7 separate regions of the Mus musculus genome follow, and regions 1, 3, 4, 5, 6 and 7 are each linked to region 2. A link is a contact called in public Hi-C and HiChIP or PLAC-seq data. All regions are on one chromosome and are shown on one strand. Each heading gives the region's core, a stretch centred on a gene start, on an enhancer-like site or on the middle of the called end of the contact. The rest is flanking DNA. Distances are from core to core; before and after follow the strand shown.

Region 1 (2,921 bases), core at 359-2,858, 870 kb before region 2:
TCAGATTTTCAGCAATCACATAAAAAGCCAGGCATGGTGACAGGTGTCTGTGATCTCAGCACTGGGGAGGCATAGATAGGAGGATTCATAAAACTCAAAGGCCTAGAAGTCTTGCTAAATCTGAAGTGCTAGGTTCCGTGAGCCACCCTGCCTTTAACCAAAGCATAAGAGGAACAGTGATGAAGGAAGCACTGACCTCTGGCCTAGATTTCTACACACACACACACACACACACACACACACACACACTCATACACACAATGACTCACATAGACACATACACAACACATCCTTGCATCTATACCAACATAGCATACATGCCGATTAGAAATACATGAGTATGCCATACAAACTTACACAGCTGAAAAGTAGTTAATCAGGAAGACACAGACCATCTGTGGCTTGTGGTCAGGCAGAGACTTCCCTTCTTTTCTTCTGCTACCTGCAAGAATTCCAACATATCCTCTTTCCATGTTGCCTCTTCATATGAAATTCTCTCACAAGTCAACAAGGCTCCTTCCTTCTTCTGCTTGAGAAGACAACCCCAAGATGTTCCCAGTGGTTACTTCATGTCTCCACATCATCTTCGAAGAGCATCTTTTCCCATCTACTACAAGGTTTTCTCCACTTCCACTCTCTGGCATATTTACCACCTTGACTTTCTTTTTGCTCCATAGCATTGGCCAGCTCACATATGTAGTGCTTGATATTCTCATACCTGTGTGTTCTACCTCATGTTCAGCTCTTACCTGGAGCAAAGCTTGCTGGCCAAGCAAGGATGGTCTGGCACAATGAATATAGGTATAAATGCTGCAGTACGAGTGCAGATACAATCAAGGCAGCGTCTCTGAAAAGGGCAGTGATACGTTCTATAAAACCAGGAAGCAGAAGGGAGAGTGATGAGTGCGGCTGAGCCTGTAAGACACTCTAAATGTGGAGACAAGGCAGAATCTACACATGACTCACACAGTAGAAAGAAGGGGCTTGTGGATTTTCATAAAACCTCTTTGTGAGCCATTCCTACATGTTTGTGCCTGAGTATTACCTGGCAGGAATCCAAGAAAGGCTCCACTTTTCATTTTGAGTATCACTGGATTCGTGTAGTTCTATTCCTGGTCAATTCTGACCTGCTCCAAAGAGAATGTCCATGCAGATACTGCCATAAAAATAGAAGGATATTTGTCACAAAGAGTCAATTTTATCCCTTTGCTTTAAGTCCCCCATAGTTCCCATGACAGTCTGGTTGTGTGTTTTGAATTCCCAGCAAGATTTATTATGTCCCTTCACTAAGCAGTGAGGCACAAATGGTAGACTTGAGAGGGCACAGGAGCAACGCAGAGCAGAGTGTGAATCACAGCTCTGATGTTGGTGGCCCTTCCAGGGCTATGGAGAGAGGAAAGAAAAGTGAAGGGGATAGGAAAGGAGAGTTGGAGGGAGGGAAGGGAGAAGGAGATGGAGAAGGGGAGAGAGAGTTTTGAGTTGTGGCAATGTAGACCACAACTTTATCCTACAATGGCATTTAAAACAGGAAGTTTAAGCTAAATACCTGTGGTTTCTCAGCCAAGAATTGGGTCAATCTGTCCTTCCTTTTGGTGGCTCAGACCATTTACTGTCAGAGCTGGAAAGAAACCCACTTCAGCCTCAGCTTCCTGATCCGAGTAAGGAAGTGGTTGCAATTGATAAGTTTCAAGAAATCAAGATCTTCAAAGCCTATTATTCTCAACACACTCACCAAAGGTTCTGCTAGGAGACCCCGTGCATGGTGCACACTCAGGAAGTAGTACTGACTCTCTGCTGTTGGATCTTATGTCATCTAACGCCACATGCCTTCCATTTTCAAAAGGACATGGATTGTGCAGCTTCTTGCATATGCTAACTAGTTACTTCCTTTCTGTGAATATGTGCACAAAATGCTATCAGTGCATGGAGGAAGGGGGGTTGCAGGAGCACAAAACTGGGAACCTTTAGGGAAGAGGTGATGTGTAGCTCTTAACGTATACGTAGAACTTTGCAAAGCAAAAACAATATGGCAAGGAAAATGCATCTGAGACAAGAGAACCAAGTGTGGAAATGTTTGGTCTATGGAAGGACCTAAGCATGTAAAATAATGGAAGCAAGAAGCTGGAGCTGTCCACATGTGGATGGGTGTTATTTCTTCCTCTCTGCTTACCTTTTACCTATCGCATGGGAAGCACTTTCCTGAAAGACTCCTCCTTCATTCCTCTCAGTGCCTCAGAGTTTGATCATCACCTTGGGCTTGGAAGCCCAGACTGTACCCTTCTACCCTGCAGGATTAGTAGGTGGGTCATCCAGAGCCACTGCTACTCAATAGAATCTGATGTCTCCTTAAGCTAATGGAGAGAGAGTCTTGTACCTGGGGCTGTAGTAATAATGAGGATAGAGCTATCACATATGCAAAGCAGAGCTAAGAAACAGAAGGCAGTTGGTGAAATGCTTTTACCATCTGGCTAGGTTGCCTCAGACAGAACCACAGATATTCTAGGTAATATTTTTTTTTTCTCCATCAAGGGAAATGGTCTTCTCACTGGCAACCCATTCATGTCTTTGGTGGTAGATTCCCTCAATATCTCCAAGGTTGTAAAAGCAAGCTCTCAAATATATTCCCAAATTCCCCCTAAGAAGATGGCATTGTGTTGTGGGAAAAAATTTATGAAAATTTTGGTGTTTAAAAGTCAGTCGTTGCTTCAATTTGAACACTTAGTGTTAAAATTTTTAGATATGCCAAAGAAATAAGAATCAAGAAGTAAAGATAGTCTATGTGTGCCTGTGTGTGTATATGTGAGGTGTGTGTGTGTGTGTGTGTGTTTGTGTGTGTGTGCGCGCGTGCATGTCTGTGTGCATGAATGTGTGTGCATGCATGTATTTGTACATGAGTGTAATAGTGTGTTTTGTGAGTGTGT
Region 2 (3,085 bases), core at 477-2,976:
AAACAAAAACCCACAACCACCTTAGGGGAGGAAAGTATTTATTGGCTTGCACTTCAAGGTCACAGGTCGCAGTCCATCATTGAGGGAAGTCAGGAAGGAATGTCTAGCAAGAACTTGAAGCAGACACCAGGATCGATGCTTCCTGGCTAGCTCTCTGGCTCACTTGGACTCATACTCAGCTAGATTTCCTTTGGTTTGTTTGTTTGTTTGTTTGTTTGCTTGCTTGCTTGCTTGCTTGTTTGTTTGTTTATTTAATGAAAGAAAGGGCCTCATCCAGGCATGGTGGTACACACCTTTAATCCCAACACTCAGGAGGCAGAAACAGGCAGATCTCTGGGAGTTCAAGGCCAACTTGGTCTACAACCCAGGCCCAGGGATAGAGCTACCCACAAAGAACTGGGTCCTTCTGCATCGGTGAATAATCAGGACAATCCCCCACAGTCATGCTCACAAGCCAATCTGTTCTGGGCAATTTCTCAGCTGGAGCTCTCCTCTCAGATGACTCTGGGCTGTGTCAAGTCGACCATTCAGGTTAACTTTAGAGTAAGCAGGAAGCCCCTCTCTCATCTTCAAGGTATCAGAGAGAGGAGGAATTACCCATCTTGGGCGGTCAAAGGAGATATTTAAAAGTCCCATGTCAACCTCAGATAGAAGCTAGTTCAACAGGAAGGTCAGGATTTGAGGCACTCGTCTCATATGCACAAGGCCCTGGGTTCCTTCCCCAGCACCAGACAGAAAATAAATCATAACTTCACCAACAGCAAGACACTCACATAAACATGGAATAACTGCTCATCCTCACTCTTAAAAGGTCAGTGTTTAATGACGATGACTGTCCTCCCTGCACAGAAGTTGAAAGAATCAAGGTGAGAAGTGAAACATCAAAGGCATCTCTTCTAAATCCAAATGTACCGTTTCTCAAGCCCACATCAGCTTTCCAGAATGTAGTAAGTACTAATGCTAACTGGAACTCTGACTACGGCTTTAGCTGCACTTAGTTCTAAGTGCATTTGGGCTTTACTAATGCTGAAGAGACTAGGGTTGTGCACAAAAAGAATTAAAGCAGAAAAACACGTTGGCTGGCTAGAGTAGTTGGCTACCATGAGTGAGGCCCTTAGTTCAATTTCCAGCACTGCTGTATGCCTGTAATGGAGGTGGTGGCAAGCAGGAAGATCCAAAAGTCAAGGCTGTCCTCAGTCACATAGCATGTTACAGCTCAAAATAACAGTAACATTTTGGGCTGCATATACATATATATATGTGTGTGTGTGTGTGTGTGTGTGTGTGTGTGTGTGTGTGTGTGTGTGTACACATACACGCTTCAGAGGACCTAAGCTTGATTCCCAGCAGTCACATTGGATCACTCAAAATCACACGTGACTCCAGTTCCAGGGGCATCCAGTCCCCTCTCCTGGCATCCACAGGCACCAGGCACACTCATGGTACTTACATACAAGCAGTCAAAATACTCATACACATAAATCGCTTTACAACTAACAGGGGTGGTGATAACTTGGTTCAGCTCCACAACATTTTGAAGATGAGTCTTTAAACTTGAGAAAACTGCCCTGTAGAATTTGCCCGCTTAGCCTTTGCTGGCTTATCCGAAGAAATAAATGTATAGAGAGCCCGTGAATTGGCCACTGGGGAAGAGCCTGATGAAATACACGTTGTTATTCAACCAATCCTATTACCATCATTATTTCCATGCTGCCTGGTAGACAGAACCCAAACTTCAGTCCAGATCTGAGTCACTTTCAGTCAGCTAAGGGATGGATCACCCAATCAGCTAATGCTGGGGGGTTGGTTTGATTTGGGGGGTTTTTTTTGTTGTTTTTTTGTTTGTTTTTTGTTTTTAGATAATCCTGAAAAATGGATCAAGATGACAAAGAACATTCTGGAAAGAAAGCACAAAGTCCTGAAATGAAAATATAACCCATTTCTTCTCAGCTTGGCTCTGCAGACCATCTCAGAAAAGGATGTTTTTACAGAGCAGAAACGTGACTGGCTGCACCTCCATTTACACTTCTTTGTTACAAAATGCATGTGACTTGTTGGGGTTCCAGCCTCGGGAGAAATCGGAGGCACTGGTGGTTACTTTCCGAAGTGAAACTTCCAACCACAACCTCCGGTGCACAAAAGGCGGAGTGAGTCACAGGAAGAGGCCACTTGCTTGCAAAATGCATTAAAAGTAATGCAGGCTGAATGGACTTCCTGCACCAATGAACAGATAGCTGGCATCGGGACAGGCTCCTCGAGGCTCCCAAACATTTCGGGGAGGACGAGACCATTAGAAATCTGGGCACATCCACCTCTACCCTGTTCCCTGCGTTCTCACTCTGCCCAGGCTGCCAGACCTGCTGTCTCCCAGGCCTGTGGCTCCCATCTGAGATTCCCCAGGAAGGCAGATCTGACTGGATGCTTCCACAGGGTCAGAAGGACACCTTGTGACTTAAGCAAGCACCTGTGGCTCGGTCTCCAAGATCCTTTAATACAAAGAGGTGAGGTGGTCTTTGTAGCAGCTTCTCCCGGTTTGAGCAAGTGGGGTGGAGCTGATGTGAGTCCTAGGCTGATAGCATTACAGCATTCCTGAGCTGGCCAGATGACAGACGTGAGCCCGGGCCTGGGCTGCAATGGTCCACAACATGTGAGTGCATCCGAACCCCATAGGACTTATTAAACTATTCTCGGAGGCCCACACCCACTGCTAGGGTCGGTAGGTCTAGGATAAGGTCCTAAACAATTTTATTTTTAACAAACTCCCAGGACAAACTCCCAGAACCTCCAGGGCCACAAAGAACAGATTTTAAATCTCAACAGACTGGCCTCCAAAGCTCACTTAAAGATTTGGGCCTCGGATTGAGCTCATCCAAGGGACATCCGCACTGAAACAGTCCCCTGAAGAAACTCCCCTGCCTCCACACAAATCCAACCCACAACCTGGCTGGTCTCCAAGCCTGGGACCACAGGGAAAGGCCTTTGTCAAAGCAGAGGCTGTTTTGAAAGGCTATTCGGTCAAACAAGAACCAACTGTGCCCCCCTGTGGCCACCGGCTTTCACTGACTTCCAGGATCAGCTTCTCTGG
Region 3 (3,118 bases), core at 80-2,579, 830 kb before region 2:
AGACAGTGAACTCTAATTTAATATATTTTTCTGTCTTCTTTTTTAAAAAAAAAAAAGTCTTTACAATTTTATTCATTTGTGTGTGTGTGTGTGTGTGTGTATGTGTGTGAATTAATTACATTAATTGATTGATTGGTGGGGCGTATGTGTACCATGGCACCCTTGTGGTCAGAGGACAACTTGCAGGGATGAGTTCTCTCTTTCTATTATGAGGGTTCCTAGAATTGAACTCAGGTCACTAGTCTGGGTAGTAAATAATACAGATTCTTTATGACACATGGCAATTCTAGACAATAATAATTACCTACTGAGGCTTTCTCTATAAGTGTGGATGTTGTATATCCATTTATGTTATGTATGTCCTTAATTGCTTAGCTGCCATGTTTATATGTTGTAATAAAAATGATTTAACAGGAGGAAAGGGAGCAGGATGCATGATTAGAAAGTAAAATGAAGAGTTGGAAATATTGACTTTTTAGTGGCAGAGGTTCTAAATGATGCTGGGAACCTCTAAGCCAATGACTTTATTATCCTGTATTTTAACATCCTTACCAGGTGGGGGAAAAGTCATTAACCAGGGATGTCTATAAGAATTCTGTATGTTACTCTTTTATCTAATTTTGTGCAAGGATTTTTTTCCCTCCATGCAGCAAATCAGGCACACTGAGGAGGTGAGTCCAGGTTTCATAGGAGCCTATGGTAGCCAAGGGGCTTACAGAGCACCTACTATGAACACATTTGCCAGCAAGGGAAGGTTATGGTCAGTTAGATTGCTTAGTTATCATGAAAGACCTACCAGGATGTTGTATATTAGGTAACTGAGTCTCTTCTAACTAATGTTCAGTCTGCGAGGTCCTCCTACACAACAACACCACAGACACATTTTTAATTTTATCAGCACCATGGATTTTTGTTTGTGGAGAATTAAGACCCTTCTCTTCAACACTGAACTAGGGTAAAGAAAAGGCAAGTATGGCAACAAAGCCACAGAAATATAAAGATGGACTCGACTCGGAGACCTGGTCACATGCAAGGAAGAAAACCAGAAGATAGAACTGGGGCAGGGAGGAGGAGGAGGAGCAGGAGGAGCAAGAGGAGGAGGAGGAGAACATGCAGACAGAGCACAAGCTGAAAGGGACCTTGAGTATTTTCAAATTAAGCTTGTCTTTTTTTCCCCATAATAACAGTTACTTCATATCCTCCTAAAGTTGGCATGTTTCTCTTGGGAAGATAAATCCTTTCTGGCAAGCTGGCTGCATTCTCGCTGAAGCAGGAAGCCCTAGTCATCATCCCATTATGCAATGCTGCGTCCGGCCAGTAATTGCCTATCTGACATGCTAGCCTCCCACATTCCTGAGATGCGTCCAGCAGAGGCAGGAGATGAGATTAGCGTGTGTTAGTGTATGTTTGCAGCTAGCCACCATTGCTCTTAGTCAGTGTGTCTTTCAGTCCCTATGTGCTGAATCAGGGACAAGGATTGTGGACCGTGGAAGACCTGCTCTGTCACAAGTGTTTGTCTCTAGGTAGAAATGCTTCCCTTTGGGAAAAGATGGAATTTCAGAGAGGATTGGCTTTGTTTTAAGCATATCTACCATCTATCTATCTATCTATCTATCTATCTATCTATCTATCTATACATACATACATATATACATACATACATAATGCATATGACAGATATATAGAGATATGAGACAGAGTGAGAATTTAATGGCTACAAAGCACCCAGAAAAAAATACCACGGCTAACCACATCATTATCCCTGTGTGAGGCTGTGCAGATTCAATTACTTGGCATATAGAGCACAAATAAAAGGTTAGGAACATAGAAATTGAGTTCTGCCACATACTATCTGTGTGACTGGAACTGTTTCTTTACTTTTTCTAAGTCTCATGTGTGCATTAGACAAAATAATAAGCACTCCACCAGTTAGTGCAATATGATGAGATCATGTGTATAAAAACCCTTGGACCATGTCTGCCTGTCAATACGTGCTGTTTATGTTTCCTGGATATATGTCAAGCATAGGTCAGGCTTTGTATTCCCAATCCTTCCCTCTCAGCCCCCAGCACAGCAGTGTTCTATGAGCACCCCTTCCAAGCAGAGACTGTGGGAAATAATTCTGTATCTCTAGCTTACCAAAGGGCTGGAGACACAGACAATCAGTGCATTTGTGCTAAATATTGATGGGAGGGAAGACAACGGGATGAGAGTGAAATACAGGGAAAAAGAGAGAAGGAGATGAAAATAGGAAGGTGAAAAGAAGGGGAGGGAAGGGGAAAGGAAAGATCGGAAGTAAAGAAGAGAGAAGAGGCAACGATAGAGGGAGGGAGGGACAGAGAGAGGGTGAGGGAATGAAGAAATGGACAGAGGAAGGAAAAGGAGAAGGGGAGGAAGGTAGTAGGGGAGGACAGAAGACTCAGAAGGATGGGGAGAAAGACAAAGAGACTTTAAGACTTCCAAAGTCAGTCAAGCCAGAGGGAGAATAAAGATCTTAATTTTTGTCTCCTGATTCTCCCCCAAAGAGTTGGTGTGTTGGCCCATTCTTCTTACCAGCTGAGTTTCTTCACTGGACCTTGTGTACCATTCTGTTTCTCCCCCCATGCTTTTACTTGCATGACTTCCACATCTATGGAGTTCTTCATCCCCATCCCTGTCTCTTCAAGTCCCTGCATCCATCAGTATTGTACATATCTTCTTTCTGGGTGCCTTTCTTGACCCAGTAGGCTATGTCATCACTAAGTTCAATCATTCTCCCTTTCTGCCTATTTCATGTCTGAATGTGCCTGCCCAAGTAATGTGCCATTACTGTGTGCGCCTCATAGCCAGAGTTCTTAAACATAATCTCCTGGTACAGACCATCCCCTCACTCTTGGGACTCAGACTCCTTATCTCTTGGTAGTTCAGACTGTGGACCTTTGACAACTGTCAAGGCATCCTGATGTTTGTCCAGATGTATACAAAGTGTATACCTGCACCGAGATATGACACTTGAAGATGTATCTTTCACAAATCAAATAGGGCACATTTTAAACCCTGCCTAACTTTACATTTGCTGTTTTGTTCTGTTCTTATCCTTCAGCTCCAGCCTTAGAAAAGAGCATTTCTGCCATTGCAC
Region 4 (2,754 bases), core at 159-2,658, 620 kb before region 2:
TTTAGATTATAAATAGAAGATCCCTTTGACTAGCTTGAGTAGAGCCTCTACAGATAGTCTATTTCTAGCCAGTGTTTGAATCTGGTGTTCCTTAAAGGTTTAGACTTGTAGGATGACATGCTGAGTCACTGATATGCTAAGTATATGAAGTTAGAGTGTGTATGGTTTGAATGTGAACTGTCCCCATAGGCTCTTACATTTGAATGATTGGTTCCCAGCTAGTGAAACTATTTGGGGAAAGATTAGAAGGTGTGGCCTTATTGGAGGTGCTGTGTCACTGGGGTAGGCTTTGAGGTTTGTAAAGATTATACATTCACAGTTAGATCTCTCTGTGCCTCCTGTTCTCTGCCTTGTGCATGTAGATCAAATGTAAGCTCTTACTGTTCCACCATATTTGCCTGCCTGCCTGCCTGCCTGCCATGATGGTCATAGGCTCTAACCCTTTGGAACTGTGAGCTCCAAATTAAATGCTTTCTTTGAGAAGCCACCTTGGTCATGGTTGTTTGTTATGACAATAGAAAAGTTACCCAGAGTACTTCCTCAGCATCTGAGAACCTCAGTTACCACATCTGCAGGATGGAACCAGTGGCAGTCATGCAGAAGTTAGTGACGAGGATCACATGTCATCTCTTTCTGGTGATTTCTGGGGATGCACCTGATTCCCATTTCCTCTTTCAAAGGAAATAATATTTCAAAGGAAAATATGAAGAGAGGGTTTGAGTCTATGAACTTGTAATATGAAGTCTATAGACTAGGTGTATTTGTAAATAACTCCACTGAAAATGGACAGTAACCTCCTGGGTGCCAGTCAGTTTTGTCAGGTTGGATCTCAAATACTATGTTTTTGACACAGTGACAGGGGTTTATCACACACCCATTCAGATGAATGTGAACAGAGATGAGAGGTGGAGTACTTGGCTTCAGCAGCTCGTGATCATGCTGGGGAAATGAATACAACAATTTTAGCCATTGTCTAGCTACAGACATAATCCTTTTGGAGTTTTGAGGTGCTGAGAGGCTAAGAATCATCCAGGACATTGTTGGCTGTGAACAGCAGCATTGCTGGTAGTATAGAAGTGGACAAGGTGTTTGGCAAAGCCCCTCACTGGGCACAGGCTGAAACTACACAAGCATTGCAGTGCAAAGATGGAGATACAGAGCAGACACTGCAAGCTGCTGCCAAACAACTTGGGAGGCAGAGGAAAGGACAAAACTGTCCCAGCTCTCACCTCGCACCTTCCCCCAATCCCTTGCCATTGTCCCACACTGAATCACCTGACCGAGAACCAGGGAAAGGCAGCTTAAACAGGGTTAGCCTTCTGGTTAAAGGCACCCTGACAAATATAAATACTTCTGTGGGAGGTAGAGGTGATGCAAAGGAGGATAGTCAGGTCCTGTGGGACAGGGACAGAAATGCAGTGAGATCACTGTGGTTTGGCCACTTCCCCACAGAATCCGGAGCTAAGAGCTCACACCGTGCTGAGGAGCTCCAGTGGCCCGGAATGCCCCAAAGCTGTCCATGAGACCATTATCCAGGCAAGAGAGGTGGGAACCCAGATTCTCCATTGCTGGTTTGCAGTGAGAAAGTTCCTTCTGGGCATGGCCAGAAAGTGCTTCCAGGGCTGTGCATGTCCAATGCTTGCTTGCCTCTCCTTTTAGAAGCAGGCATTTAGGAAGCTGAGGTACAATGAGGGCCTGTTTCAGGGTGGCTTGGCTCTTAAGGAGGAAAAGCACTGAACATTCAGTGTCATCCAGCAATGTCATCTCTGACTCAGGACAAGGAAGTCTGGGTTAGCAATCAGGAAGGAGCAGGAGGAAGAATAAAAGGAAGAGGAAAAGGGAAACGACACATTGCACAATGAAGCAAGACTTCTTTATGACTTATTTTTTAAAATATTTGTTTGAAAATGTGTGTGTGTGCCTGTATGTGTGTTTCTGTGTGCAAGCACCTGTGCATGTGAAGGTCACAAGAGAATGACTAATGTTCTACTCTGTCATTCTCTGTCTCACTTCCTGGAGACAATGTCTGTCACTGATCCTGGAGATGGACTCAACACCATGAAGTCCCAGCAATCATACAGCTCTGCCTACACAGTGTTGGGCATTAAAGGCACATATTTGGTGGCCATAACTGGGTGCTGGGGATTTGAACTCAGCTCTTCATAACTGAACAGAGAAGGCTACCCATTGAGCTATCTCTCCAACCACTTTCCTATCTTTTTAATTTAAAATGTTATTTAAAACTTATTGACAACACTGTATTCTGGTGTTCATTAGTTACTTTTCTTTTGCTGTGATAAACACCATGAACTATGAGGGGTGGAGGGCTCATTTCAAGGTCCTGTCCAGTTAACAGCCCATTGCTGAGGGAAGTCAGGACAAACACTCAAGGTGGGAACCTGACGCAGAAGACATTAAGGAAGCTGATCTGTGGCTCTCTCTGTGCCCCATGCTTAGCTATCTTGCTTATACAGCCTAGACCCATTTGCCTAGGGATGGTGCACTGAGCTGGGCCCTGGCACATAATCATCAATTAAGATGATTCCTCATAGGTATGACTACAAGCCAATCTGGTCCAAGCAACTCTTCAGTGTGGTAACTTTCAGGTGTGCTAAGTTGACAGTGGAACCATAAAAGCCAGGGCAGTAGCATATGATGAAGTGAAGAGCACACGACCAGCCAAGCCTAAGCTCACAAGAACACAGCTCAGGGCTACTGCACACCTAGCTTTTCATGTGGCCTCGAAGAATTGAA
Region 5 (3,075 bases), core at 540-3,039, 700 kb before region 2:
CTGCACTCCGTCACCTGGAAAGACGTGGGTTACATGATACTTAAGTCCCTTCCATCTCAGTCACTTAGGTTTCTGAGGAAGGGTCTGGCCAGTTCTTCACTCAATGAGCGTTATAGTGTAGCTATCCCCCTTTCTCCCCAAGACTGAAGACAGTGGCTTCTTTTTCCTAGGTATGAATGCTGAAAAATCCAGATGAAGTACAGTGGTTTTCTTCCCTGCAAGTTCTAACCAGCTCAGTTTTGCCCAGCTAACAATTTTCCCACTGAGATGGGTACAGTGGTTTTCAAAAGAGTGGGGTGAGATGAGTTGCTGCTGCTGTAGAATAGAATTCCTTAAAACCTTCCTTGATATTCATAAAATAATGCTTTAGCTTAGTAATGCTATCCCATATTCCTTGATTGCTATAAAGATAGCCTATTCCCTGCAACTCTATGTCACTACATTCTATTCTCCAATAAGAAAGGATCAAGTTCTTGACTGGAATAAATAACATTTTTTCCTCCCTAATTATGTTTGATCATTCACACTTCATTTTGGGCATCTTCAGGGACTCTCCTGTAGAGCTGCTATTCTTTGTGAGATAGTCTACTCAGCATATGGCTCTACCAGAGTCACATCACACTTGATTGCAACAATCTCAGCATCTTTCAGTTGTCAACTTGTATGTTTACTGAATGGGATGATAACTATGTGTGTGTGTGTGTGTGTGTGTGTGTGTGTGTGTGTGTGTGTGTGTTTGTGTGTGTGTGTGAATGTACGTGTCCCAGACAGTCCCTACATCTTCTACAACAAGGATTTAGCCTGCAACATTATGTTTTAACAATTTTTTCATTATCTTTGTTGAATGACAAACTTGAGGCTCCAGGAGGAAAGTGGTCACCCAGTCCCCACAGGACACCTTCCCCCAACAGAGACTGGATAAGGCTTTTGTTTTCCTGGGATTATAAGGGATTCTCTCTAGTAGGAAGGAGAGAGCTTCAGGACTCCTCTCCTTGTGGCTACAAGTTCTTTGTTTTTCAGAATCAGGGAAATGCCCCAGGATTCCTTGCTCTGTTACCCTGGGAGACTATTGCTCAATCCTAGCAGCTGCTCTGGAGGAAAAGAAAAAGCAGACATTCTGAATGTATCATATGTACAGTGCAATGTTGAACTGAAGATTGCTAATGAGTATCGTATGTATAGTGCAGTGTTGAACTGAAGATTGCTAATGAGCAAGAACTCTTTTATTGTGCAGTCTACTTCCAGTGAGGTCTAGTTCTTAATTTTCAGTGGGCGTAGCAGGAAGTACTACTGTTTTTTTTTTTTTTTTTTTTTTTTTTTTTTTTTTTTAGTAAAACATATATATTACTAATACTGTTGCTATATAAAACAATATTTGGCCAAGATGGTTAAGATATGATTCATTCCTTGTTCACCAAGTTGCTAAATATTGTGTAGTGAGTGGAGTCACCATATGGCATAGCTGAGCTTCCTTGGGAGGCTGGGTACAATATTATGTTGGGTATAGAATTTGGAATTTCACATGTCTGTGGTGGAATGAATGTGAATGAAGACAACTGACTGCTAATTTCATTAAACCCTCCTGCAGGCTAAGATGCACACGGCAAATGGATATCTTGTCACCCTTGCATCCATCTCTGAGGTTGATTTCTCTCAGAAACTGATGGAGAGTGGGCAGTGCCACACATCTAGCCACAGATGCAATCTTTGAAGAGAAACGTGTGTGGGCAAGCACAGTGGCAGCTGGGAAAGTCTAAATGACTGAAGCCTGTGACTCAGATATCTTAAACTGCCTTAAAATTAATGAAGCTCTGTGGAATGACTCAGTTCATTCATGTCCTCAGCCCGCAGGCTCCAAAGCTTGCAGAAATGGCTGTGGTTCACAGCTCAGGAGAGCTGACTCCATAGAGGAAAGCGGGCCCACAATGGGAGAAGAGGCGCTTTCTGCGGTGCGTGTCTATCATCCTGGCTGGAGACACAGGTGAGCTGGTCCCCGGTCTTCTCAGGAGAGGCGTGCAGAACCCCGACCCCACCCCCAGGCTGACTTCTGATCCTTGTACATTTCAAAAGAGACCTTGAGTATTGAGGTTGTGTCAGTGTTCATATTCTGATTAGCCAGAATCTTACTAAGGACCAGCTTTCCTTCTGAGACTGACTCTCAGTCTGGAACCTAGGCTGGCCTGGATCTCATGTACAGGCAAGGCTGACTGCAAATTTGCAGCAAGCCACCATTCCCAGCTTCAGGTAAAGTTCAAGTATGAGATGCATGCCTCCTAGTCACAGAAAACGAGTAAGGGAAATTAAGATACTTGTAAGACTTGGTTTTCTTCTTGTTTAAGGCTCTTAGGCCCAGCCGGGCATGGTGGCACACGCCTTTAAATTCCAGCACTCGGGAAGCAAGGCCAGCCTGGTCTACAAAGTGAGTTCCAGGACATCCAGGGCTACACAGAGAAACCCTGTCTCGAAAAACCAAAAACAAAAAAAGGATCTTAGGCCCAGTTAGAGAACTGCTGCATCCTTAGGGCTATTTTACCATGCTGAGCATGGCTGTGGTTCATAGTCAACACGGCTGGGTAGGACTGTTGGCTGTTTCTTTCCCTTGGCAGCTTGCATGGCGTTGTCTGGTACCATGAAAACTAGTTTCTAGGGAAAGGCATTTGGCTTAGTTCCAGCTCAGGTAACCCTGGGTCCTACATCTGAAGTGCATGATACCTTCAGCAATAGGGACTTACCTTACACCTCTGAGAGGCAACCAAGGCCAATAACAATAGGCTCTATGTTTTGGGAGTCTCTTAGACGTTCTCACCAACAATGCAAAGGAGGGCTTCACATGCCTGATGTTGAGGTAAAAACGTCATTACATGATCTTTGGGTCTCAGAGGGGTCGTTGTCAATCCAGATAAGGAAATTCCATTTAAATTGTATATGCATATCTATGCACAGAATTCTCAAAATAAATAAATAAATAAAGGAAGTAATAAAAAATAAGACAAACAAAAAAGACACCTGAAGGTCAATAAAAGCAGCAGGCCTTAACCTCACAGTCTAAATGTCAAAAAGAAAACAGGGTCACTG
Region 6 (2,945 bases), core at 123-2,622, 960 kb before region 2:
CGCAGATGGGAAATGGAGAATGAGGGAACAGAGACCAGGTAGAACTGCCAAAGGTGTTTCCTGCAGCAAACCAGGTATCTTAGAGTTTCCCATAAGCTTCAAACATACCACCACTCATGGCAGCAGGTATTAGACCCATGAGCTTATGCCAGCATTTCAGGTTCAAATCACTCTTATCTTCTGAGACAGTGCTGGAGTCAGTGATTCTGAATCCTCTGACTGATACAGTAGAGATAGACTTGGGTGCTTTTGGGCCTCTGAACTTCCTTAATTCCTATAATTCCTCATTGCTTTTTGTGACTGTCTCACCTTCTTACTCTTATCATTCTCTTTTGGGTGACTTTTGAGACAAGTCTTACATATGTAACTAATACATATTAGTTCAGTCTGACCTTGAACTAATGATTCTCCTGCCTCTGCCTCTCACATTCTCTTTGAACACATCCACTTACTATTATTTATACAGTTTTCTTAGGTGGTCTAGGAAGTTAAATATGTAATCAGTCACTCAGTCCATGTCTTTGTTTACTCATCTCCTACCTCTTCCATGACAAAGAACTTGAGTCTTGATCATTTAAACAATAAAAAGGTTATTTTCTTACAGTATGGAAATTCAAGATCAGAAGATTATTTTGTTTACTTGTAGGATTTTTGTTGTTGTTTTGGGTTTTGTTTTGTTGTTTACTTTGTGGGTTTATTGTCATTGTTGTCTTGGCCTTGTTTGGTAAAACTTCTCACCTTACCTTCCCAGGGCATTTCTTCCCTGGTATATCTTACTGATTTCTAGCAGAAATATAGAAAATCTGGGCAAATGTTCATTCACCAGACGCTACTTTATTTAATAAGCTCCTTAAGGTATCATTTCAAAATATAGCCATTTTCTGAGGAATTAGAGATAACGTGAATGTATGAGGATTCTCTTAGTTTTATTTATTTATTATTGGTATATCTAATATATATATATATATATATATATATATATATATGTATGTATAAAGGAGGAATACAAATCAACCTATGCTATAAGTACTTCACCATGGTATGATATTGTTTTCTCCATTATAAGAATTGCTTATGGTTCTCAGTCCCATATGTCCTCAACAGTTTAGTTTTTCTCATTGTAAACTGCTGTCTGTTAGAAATAGGACATTTCTTACTTCAAGAGATTTTAAAACCCTCAAAAATCAACTTTTGTTGAAAATGTAGAACTTAATGTAAAAATATAACCAAGAAACATACTTAATGAAGGAAGAAATCTGCTACATTTATGTACCACAGTCTATAATATTTTGGGGAGGCTAACATAAGGATAGCAGCCCACCTTCCTGGTACAGCTGGTTTGCAGAAAAAGCAATATGGACACGATCTTGAGTTAGGAACTATGCCTATCTGTTTTTAGCCAACAGGAATCCCCTTGGGTGCTGGTCTTTGTTCTGTTCTTCTCACAAGAGAGTGGATGGAGCAGCCTCTTCAGTCCTTTCTGCTGAGCACATTTAAAGACATGGACTAGTTAAGACCTTTCTTTTGGGCAAGGGGCAATTTGCAGCAGTAAACATAGAAAAGAATGAAGCATCTAAGGAAGGAAATAGGTGGGATTAAAAACAGTTTTGCATTTAATGAAGACTCTCCTCAGTGGGTTCAGGATGAGAGAATAGTGGACCACAAACTGTGTGGGTTACGTAATATAAAAGTATTTTCAGAGTAACTGTAGCTGGGACATGTAAGAGCAAGGCAGAGGCAGTATACAGGAAGAATGTCCTTTTCAATAGACATACCTCATTTATTGAGGGAAAGAAAGTGCTTGTGTTATGTGAGGGCTGTGACCCCATTTCTAAGACCCCATTCTCATGAACCATCCCTCTGAAGGTTCTTGTAAGACACTCACATGGGAGGGTAGGGCTTTCTACACAGTGCTCAAAGGCATAGCAGGAATCATAAGGCCCACAGGGATGCTCACATTTGCATGCATGCTCAGAGAAGACCTGAGAAAGTGCTAAGATGCCAGGGTTGACTCACTTTGGGGCACTGTCACACAGGAAGGAAAGGCTGAGGTAGAGTCCAAAGCTGTGAAAATCTGAGGTTCTCCCTTCTCCAAAGGGGTGCTGCTCTGGCATAGGCTGTAGCTGTAGCTTCGCTCAGCGATTGCTGCTTCACAGCTTTTGTGGTGAGTCCTGTTCTCTCAGATGTGGCCTCTCTCATGAGGCAAGATGTAATTTAATAGACATTTTTGAAATGTAGGGTTTAGAGAATGAGAAAAGAAGGTAAGAGGAGAGAGGAAATGAAGAAAGGGGAAGGAGAAAGGACAACAGAGAGAGAAGATACTAAAAAATATGTTTTGGTTATTGTAGTGCCACAGCTAGCCTCCATGTGTCTCTTCTGGTAGCCTTGGCTATGCTCTCTACAGAGCAGCTCATACTGCAAGGAGCAGGTACCACTTTCTTCTCTCTAACAAGTGACAAAATTCTCTCATTGAAATTCACTCCCACCTCTGGATCGCCTCCTAAAATGGATAGCTGTTTAGTTGAATGTCCTTTAACTTAGAAAAGGTGATCTATCTTTCTCCACTCTGTATTCCGTAAATTCTTAACCAAAAGTTACGACTGCAGGCTAGGATGTGTGATGGTGGTGATAAAGTGGTGGGAGTGGAAGAAGGCAGGGATGGAGTGGTAGGAGTGATCATGGTTATGGTAATAGTGGTAAGGTGGTGGTAATGGTAACGATGGTGGGGTGGAGTTGGTAGAGTGGTGGTGGTAACGGTGATAGGGGTGAGGTGAGGGTAATGAGGTTAGTGAGGGTAAAATTAGAAGGCAGTATTCTATATTTGTGGTATTTTTCTGAGTGTATAAACTATTAAAAAACAACACAACACAACACAACACAACACAACACAAGGTCTTTAGGTGACATGTCTTCTTCTCAGGAAATTAGAAACTCTTGAAGAGATA
Region 7 (3,033 bases), core at 323-2,822, 770 kb before region 2:
CTCTAAGCCGTAAGACGATGACCAGATGGTATGAACAGCTGATTCTCCTTCGAAAACGTGGTAAGAAAAGGCAGGAAATAGAAGAATACAAAAATACTTTTCCAAGTTTGAGGGAGGAAACAGAAGTTGTGCAGAAGAGAGTAAAAACTGCACTTTAAGACGATTAGGCTGAAGCTCAAAGATTTTTAGCAAAAGCTATACATGATCATGCCAGGGATACCATAGCCCCCACAAACATCTTTCTGGGACAATGGTTCTCAACCAATCTAATGCCACAACCCCTTAATACAGTTCCTCATGTTGTGGTGACCCCCAACAATATAATTATTTTTGGCTTCTACTTCAGAACTGTAATTTTGTTACTGTTATGAATCGTAATGTAAGTGTCTAATAAAGGGGTTGTGACCCACAGGTTGAGAACCACTGCTCTAGAGGAAGGAAATTTGCACATCTGAGCTAACATCAAAGCTAAGTAAGTCAATAGAAAATAGAGCCTGGAGGAAGAATTTTGCTGCCCTCAGCTAGAGAGTCAATGCCACAGCACCTCCCTGGCTGCTGGTTGTTTCTACTTCTTTCTGACTGTTTGGCATATAAGATTTGTATATGTGTATATACACAGGTGTACAGAGGCCAGGAGACAACTTTGGCTGTCCTCAGGCACCACCCACTTTGTCAATGAGACAGGCTTTCTCAATGGCCTAGATTTTGCCAAGAAGGCTAGGTTGGCCACAGGGATCAACACATGACTCTGTCTCCCAGCAGCAGGATAATAGGAGCATGCCACCATGGTAGGCTTCTTTTATATGGTGCCTTGGAATCTATTTCAGGTCCTCAAACTTGCCTTTCTATCTGAACTCTTTCTCTAGCCTATACTTTTTATTAAATTTTTAAAAAATGATGATGGTCAAGTAATATATATGCTTTGGTTGACATTGAACCAGCATTTGCTGAGACTCTCCTGGTATCAGGGAAAAGAGCCTGAGCAACAAGCACAGGACAAGCCTTTCATTCTCATTATGCTTCAACAAGATTGGACCATCATCCCTTGTATGTAAAAACATGAAGGTTCCGAAAAATTAAATTCTTTGCTGGAAGTGAAGACGTCCCATAGGGTTTGCATTAAGTTAGTGTGATGCTAAAATGCATTCATTAGAGGAGAGGTTCATCCATTGATGATGATTCTGAAAGAGCTTTGCTATCTATTGTCACACTCATTATGATCTCTCTCACACATCTCCTGGCATAGTTTGATCTCTGTGTTTTTGGGTTTTTTGTTTGTTTGTTTGTTTGTTTGTTTGTTTGTTTACGAGATCCATGCTTAGATAACCCAATGTCCAGAGTGTTCCCATGTTGACTCTATGTTGCCAAGAAGTGGGGATGCACGGGTAATCCCTTAGGAAGCACAGCAGGACAGCAATCCATCAGTCAGGCAGTAGGCTTCAGAGCCCGTTTCTTCTGCTGCACCACTGGCAAGGGAACAAGTGTTAATTATTCCACTTCCAGTGTTCTACAGAGACAGCAGTGACTGTGCAGAAAGGCAGGGCATGTGATCAGCTCCAGGCACAGAAGCTTCTCCTCACAGGAAGTCATCACACTGTATCACTATGAGGATGGGAGCCCATGCCAGGCATGGCAGGGTGGCAGCTGCCTAGAAATGCATCCAAGTGCCACAGTGTTATGTCTCTCTGGTTTCTTGCTTCTCTTTTGTCCCATGTCTTGGTCTCTTCTTTGCTTTTTTCTCTGTCTTCTTAGCGTCTTTTATATTCAGCTTTCCTATGCTGTTCATTAGAAACTACTGATTCTCTCCTTCCTCCCTCCTTCCCTCCCTTCCTTCCTTTCTTTCTTCCTTTATTGTTTCTTTCCTTCTTTAATTCTCTCTCCAACCAACTTAAGCATACTGAGTGGCCGTGTGTTTTTCTACAGGGGACCAGCAGAAATAAGCAGAACACTCTTGTACAAGACAATCATTGCAAAGACTTTGTACATGCCTCATTTTGTAGAGAAGCAGAAAGTGGGAGGATGTGTGTCAGTTAGTGGTAGATCCAGAACTAGCACTCTCTCCCTTGACAGTCATTACTAAGTTACTTCACCAAACTCCACTAAATAATGTAATTCTCCTCCATGATGCAAACTGGTCCTGCTGGAAGACTTAACTGAAAACTGCACACACAACACAGCCATCCATTCTACCTCTTCACATATTCTCTTCTTCCCATTTGTTCTCTTCCACTCACACACTTAGTCCAATCATCAGTGCTAATGGCTCAAGGTGACCATTGACCAATGATGGTCTTCTTAATCCACATTCGTGTCCTAAGAAAACAGGGGTCTAATGGTGGAATGAGAACCTGTGAAGTTTTTTAACTCAGAGCCAGCAGAGAAACTCTCATACAGAGTTCACATCATAAAACTATGCATTGGACCCCACTATTGTTAACTCAGATTAAAGAGTGAGAATGCATTGGTCTATAGTGAGTCTCTCTACCTGTATTAACTTCTTTTCTCTTTCTTGAGATTAAGCACCTGAGAGAAACAGTGAAATGGGGAAAGTTTCCTTTTGGTTCATAACTAAAGAGGCTATGTCTACTCATGATGGAACACAGACCTGGGACTCCTCTTGATGGGACTGATTCCTAATGGATTCAGAAGCAAGACCATGGAATGCCAGCACTCACCACTTTATCCCTCTCTTCTACTTATTCAGTCAAAGGTCCACACACATGATGCTGCCCATACATTTAAGGAAGGGAGGGTCTGCCCTCATCAGTTGACTATTTCTGGACATATATCTTCATGGACACACCCAAAGGTATATATTTTAGTGTCCTTGATATTTCTAAATCTAATCAATTGACAGTTAAAATTGGCTTTCATAACAGGCCTGGGTGGAAATTTAGAATGTCAAGGAATGTTTTTTTAGACCCAGAGAGACAAACAATTTGCCGAGTCACAGCCTGTTCCACGAGAAGTCTGAACTAACTACATTGCCTCTCTGTCTAGTCCAGAGCACTGTCCCTGGGAGAGACCCATCCC

What was found. A called contact is a pair of places that touch in the nucleus more often than the background predicts. HiChIP or PLAC-seq counts read pairs in DNA pulled down with a chosen protein or histone mark.
Region 1: a contact with region 2 is called in a Hi-C map of the MNK3 cell line, with 4 times the contacts expected there. The contact joins two enhancer-like sites. A contact is called at or near these places in 1 of 15 datasets of contacts at CTCF or cohesin (large pre-B cells), 3 of 484 Hi-C or Micro-C datasets (the AtT-20 cell line, the MNK3 cell line and macrophages) and 3 of 115 datasets of contacts at active chromatin or transcription factors (embryonic fibroblasts, large pre-B cells and oligodendrocyte precursor cells).
Region 3: a Hi-C map of the N1E-115 cell line shows a contact between it and region 2, with 10 times the contacts expected there. The contact joins two enhancer-like sites. A contact is called at or near these places in 10 of 484 Hi-C or Micro-C datasets (the C2C12 cell line, the N1E-115 cell line, Th2 cells and 6 more) and 7 of 115 datasets of contacts at active chromatin or transcription factors (the NIH/3T3 cell line, T-cell acute lymphoblastic leukemia, cardiomyocytes and 4 more).
Region 4: a Hi-C map of bone marrow-derived macrophages shows a contact between it and region 2, with 15 read pairs. The contact joins two enhancer-like sites. A contact is called at or near these places in 1 of 15 datasets of contacts at CTCF or cohesin (large pre-B cells), 3 of 484 Hi-C or Micro-C datasets (adipose-derived mesenchymal stem cells, bone marrow-derived macrophages and nephron progenitors), 6 of 115 datasets of contacts at active chromatin or transcription factors (the NIH/3T3 cell line, T-cell acute lymphoblastic leukemia, bone marrow-derived macrophages and 3 more) and 1 of 9 other capture datasets (embryonic stem cells).
Region 5: a Hi-C map of the C2C12 cell line shows a contact between it and region 2, with 5 times the contacts expected there. The contact joins two enhancer-like sites. A contact is called at or near these places in 15 of 39 promoter capture datasets (the 3T3-L1 cell line, 3T3-L1-derived adipocytes, the C10 cell line and 10 more), 1 of 15 datasets of contacts at CTCF or cohesin (the NIH/3T3 cell line), 13 of 484 Hi-C or Micro-C datasets (the C2C12 cell line, the P5424 cell line, bone marrow-derived macrophages and 10 more) and 5 of 115 datasets of contacts at active chromatin or transcription factors (PVALB interneurons, T-cell acute lymphoblastic leukemia, acute myeloid leukemia and 2 more).
Region 6: an H3K27ac HiChIP or PLAC-seq map of T-cell acute lymphoblastic leukemia shows a contact between it and region 2, with 8 times the contacts expected there. The contact joins two enhancer-like sites. A contact is called at or near these places in 1 of 15 datasets of contacts at CTCF or cohesin (large pre-B cells), 3 of 484 Hi-C or Micro-C datasets (B cells, bone marrow-derived macrophages and cerebral cortex), 3 of 115 datasets of contacts at active chromatin or transcription factors (T-cell acute lymphoblastic leukemia, heart atrium and stem cell-derived neural progenitor cells) and 1 of 9 other capture datasets (embryonic stem cells).
Region 7: a Hi-C map of cerebral cortex shows a contact between it and region 2, with 1.7 times the contacts expected there. The contact joins two enhancer-like sites. A contact is called at or near these places in 4 of 484 Hi-C or Micro-C datasets (bone marrow-derived macrophages, cerebral cortex and nephron progenitors) and 7 of 115 datasets of contacts at active chromatin or transcription factors (the 230-238 cell line, the NIH/3T3 cell line, astrocytes and 4 more).

Annotation. Positions count from the first base shown.
Region 1 is chr12:15,656,368-15,659,288 of GRCm38.p6, forward strand. All of the region lies in intron 1 of Gm40287 (a long non-coding RNA gene), which reads left to right. Among named protein-coding and RNA genes, the nearest start is that of Gm40287, 51 kb to the left of the region's middle. Within about 2 kb of position 1,609, at least 7 of the 459 cell types and tissues checked have an H3K27ac peak or open chromatin away from gene starts, as enhancers often do. A contact at or near this core is called in the MNK3 cell line, where this site is marked.
Region 2 is chr12:16,530,450-16,533,534 of GRCm38.p6, forward strand. No RefSeq gene overlaps it. Among named protein-coding and RNA genes, the nearest start is that of Lpin1, 58 kb to the right of the region's middle. Within about 2 kb of position 1,727, at least 209 of the 459 cell types and tissues checked have an H3K27ac peak or open chromatin away from gene starts, as enhancers often do. A contact at or near this core is called in the C2C12 cell line, the MNK3 cell line, the N1E-115 cell line and 8 more, where this site is marked.
Region 3 is chr12:15,703,387-15,706,504 of GRCm38.p6, forward strand. The region is part of intron 2 of Gm40287 (a long non-coding RNA gene); the gene reads left to right. Among named protein-coding and RNA genes, the nearest start is that of Mir6387, 96 kb to the right of the region's middle. Within about 2 kb of position 1,330, at least 47 of the 459 cell types and tissues checked have an H3K27ac peak or open chromatin away from gene starts, as enhancers often do. A contact at or near this core is called in the C2C12 cell line, the N1E-115 cell line, the NIH/3T3 cell line and 2 more, where this site is marked.
Region 4 is chr12:15,911,188-15,913,941 of GRCm38.p6, forward strand. No RefSeq gene overlaps it. Among named protein-coding and RNA genes, the nearest start is that of Gm46335, 16 kb to the left of the region's middle. Within about 2 kb of position 1,409, at least 14 of the 459 cell types and tissues checked have an H3K27ac peak or open chromatin away from gene starts, as enhancers often do. A contact at or near this core is called in bone marrow-derived macrophages, where this site is marked.
Region 5 is chr12:15,831,057-15,834,131 of GRCm38.p6, forward strand. Gm5432 (a long non-coding RNA gene) reads left to right here. Exons shown (of 3, transcript XR_001780551.2): 2 at 1,589-1,981. Among named protein-coding and RNA genes, the nearest start is that of Gm5432, 16 kb to the left of the region's middle. Within about 2 kb of position 1,790, at least 46 of the 459 cell types and tissues checked have an H3K27ac peak or open chromatin away from gene starts, as enhancers often do. A contact at or near this core is called in the C2C12 cell line, the NIH/3T3 cell line and embryonic fibroblasts, where this site is marked.
Region 6 is chr12:15,569,714-15,572,658 of GRCm38.p6, forward strand. No RefSeq gene overlaps it. Among named protein-coding and RNA genes, the nearest start is that of Gm40287, 35 kb to the right of the region's middle. Within about 2 kb of position 1,373, at least 3 of the 459 cell types and tissues checked have an H3K27ac peak or open chromatin away from gene starts, as enhancers often do. A contact at or near this core is called in T-cell acute lymphoblastic leukemia, where this site is marked.
Region 7 is chr12:15,757,524-15,760,556 of GRCm38.p6, forward strand. No RefSeq gene overlaps it. Among named protein-coding and RNA genes, the nearest start is that of Mir6387, 42 kb to the right of the region's middle. Within about 2 kb of position 1,573, at least 38 of the 459 cell types and tissues checked have an H3K27ac peak or open chromatin away from gene starts, as enhancers often do. A contact at or near this core is called in astrocytes and cerebral cortex, where this site is marked.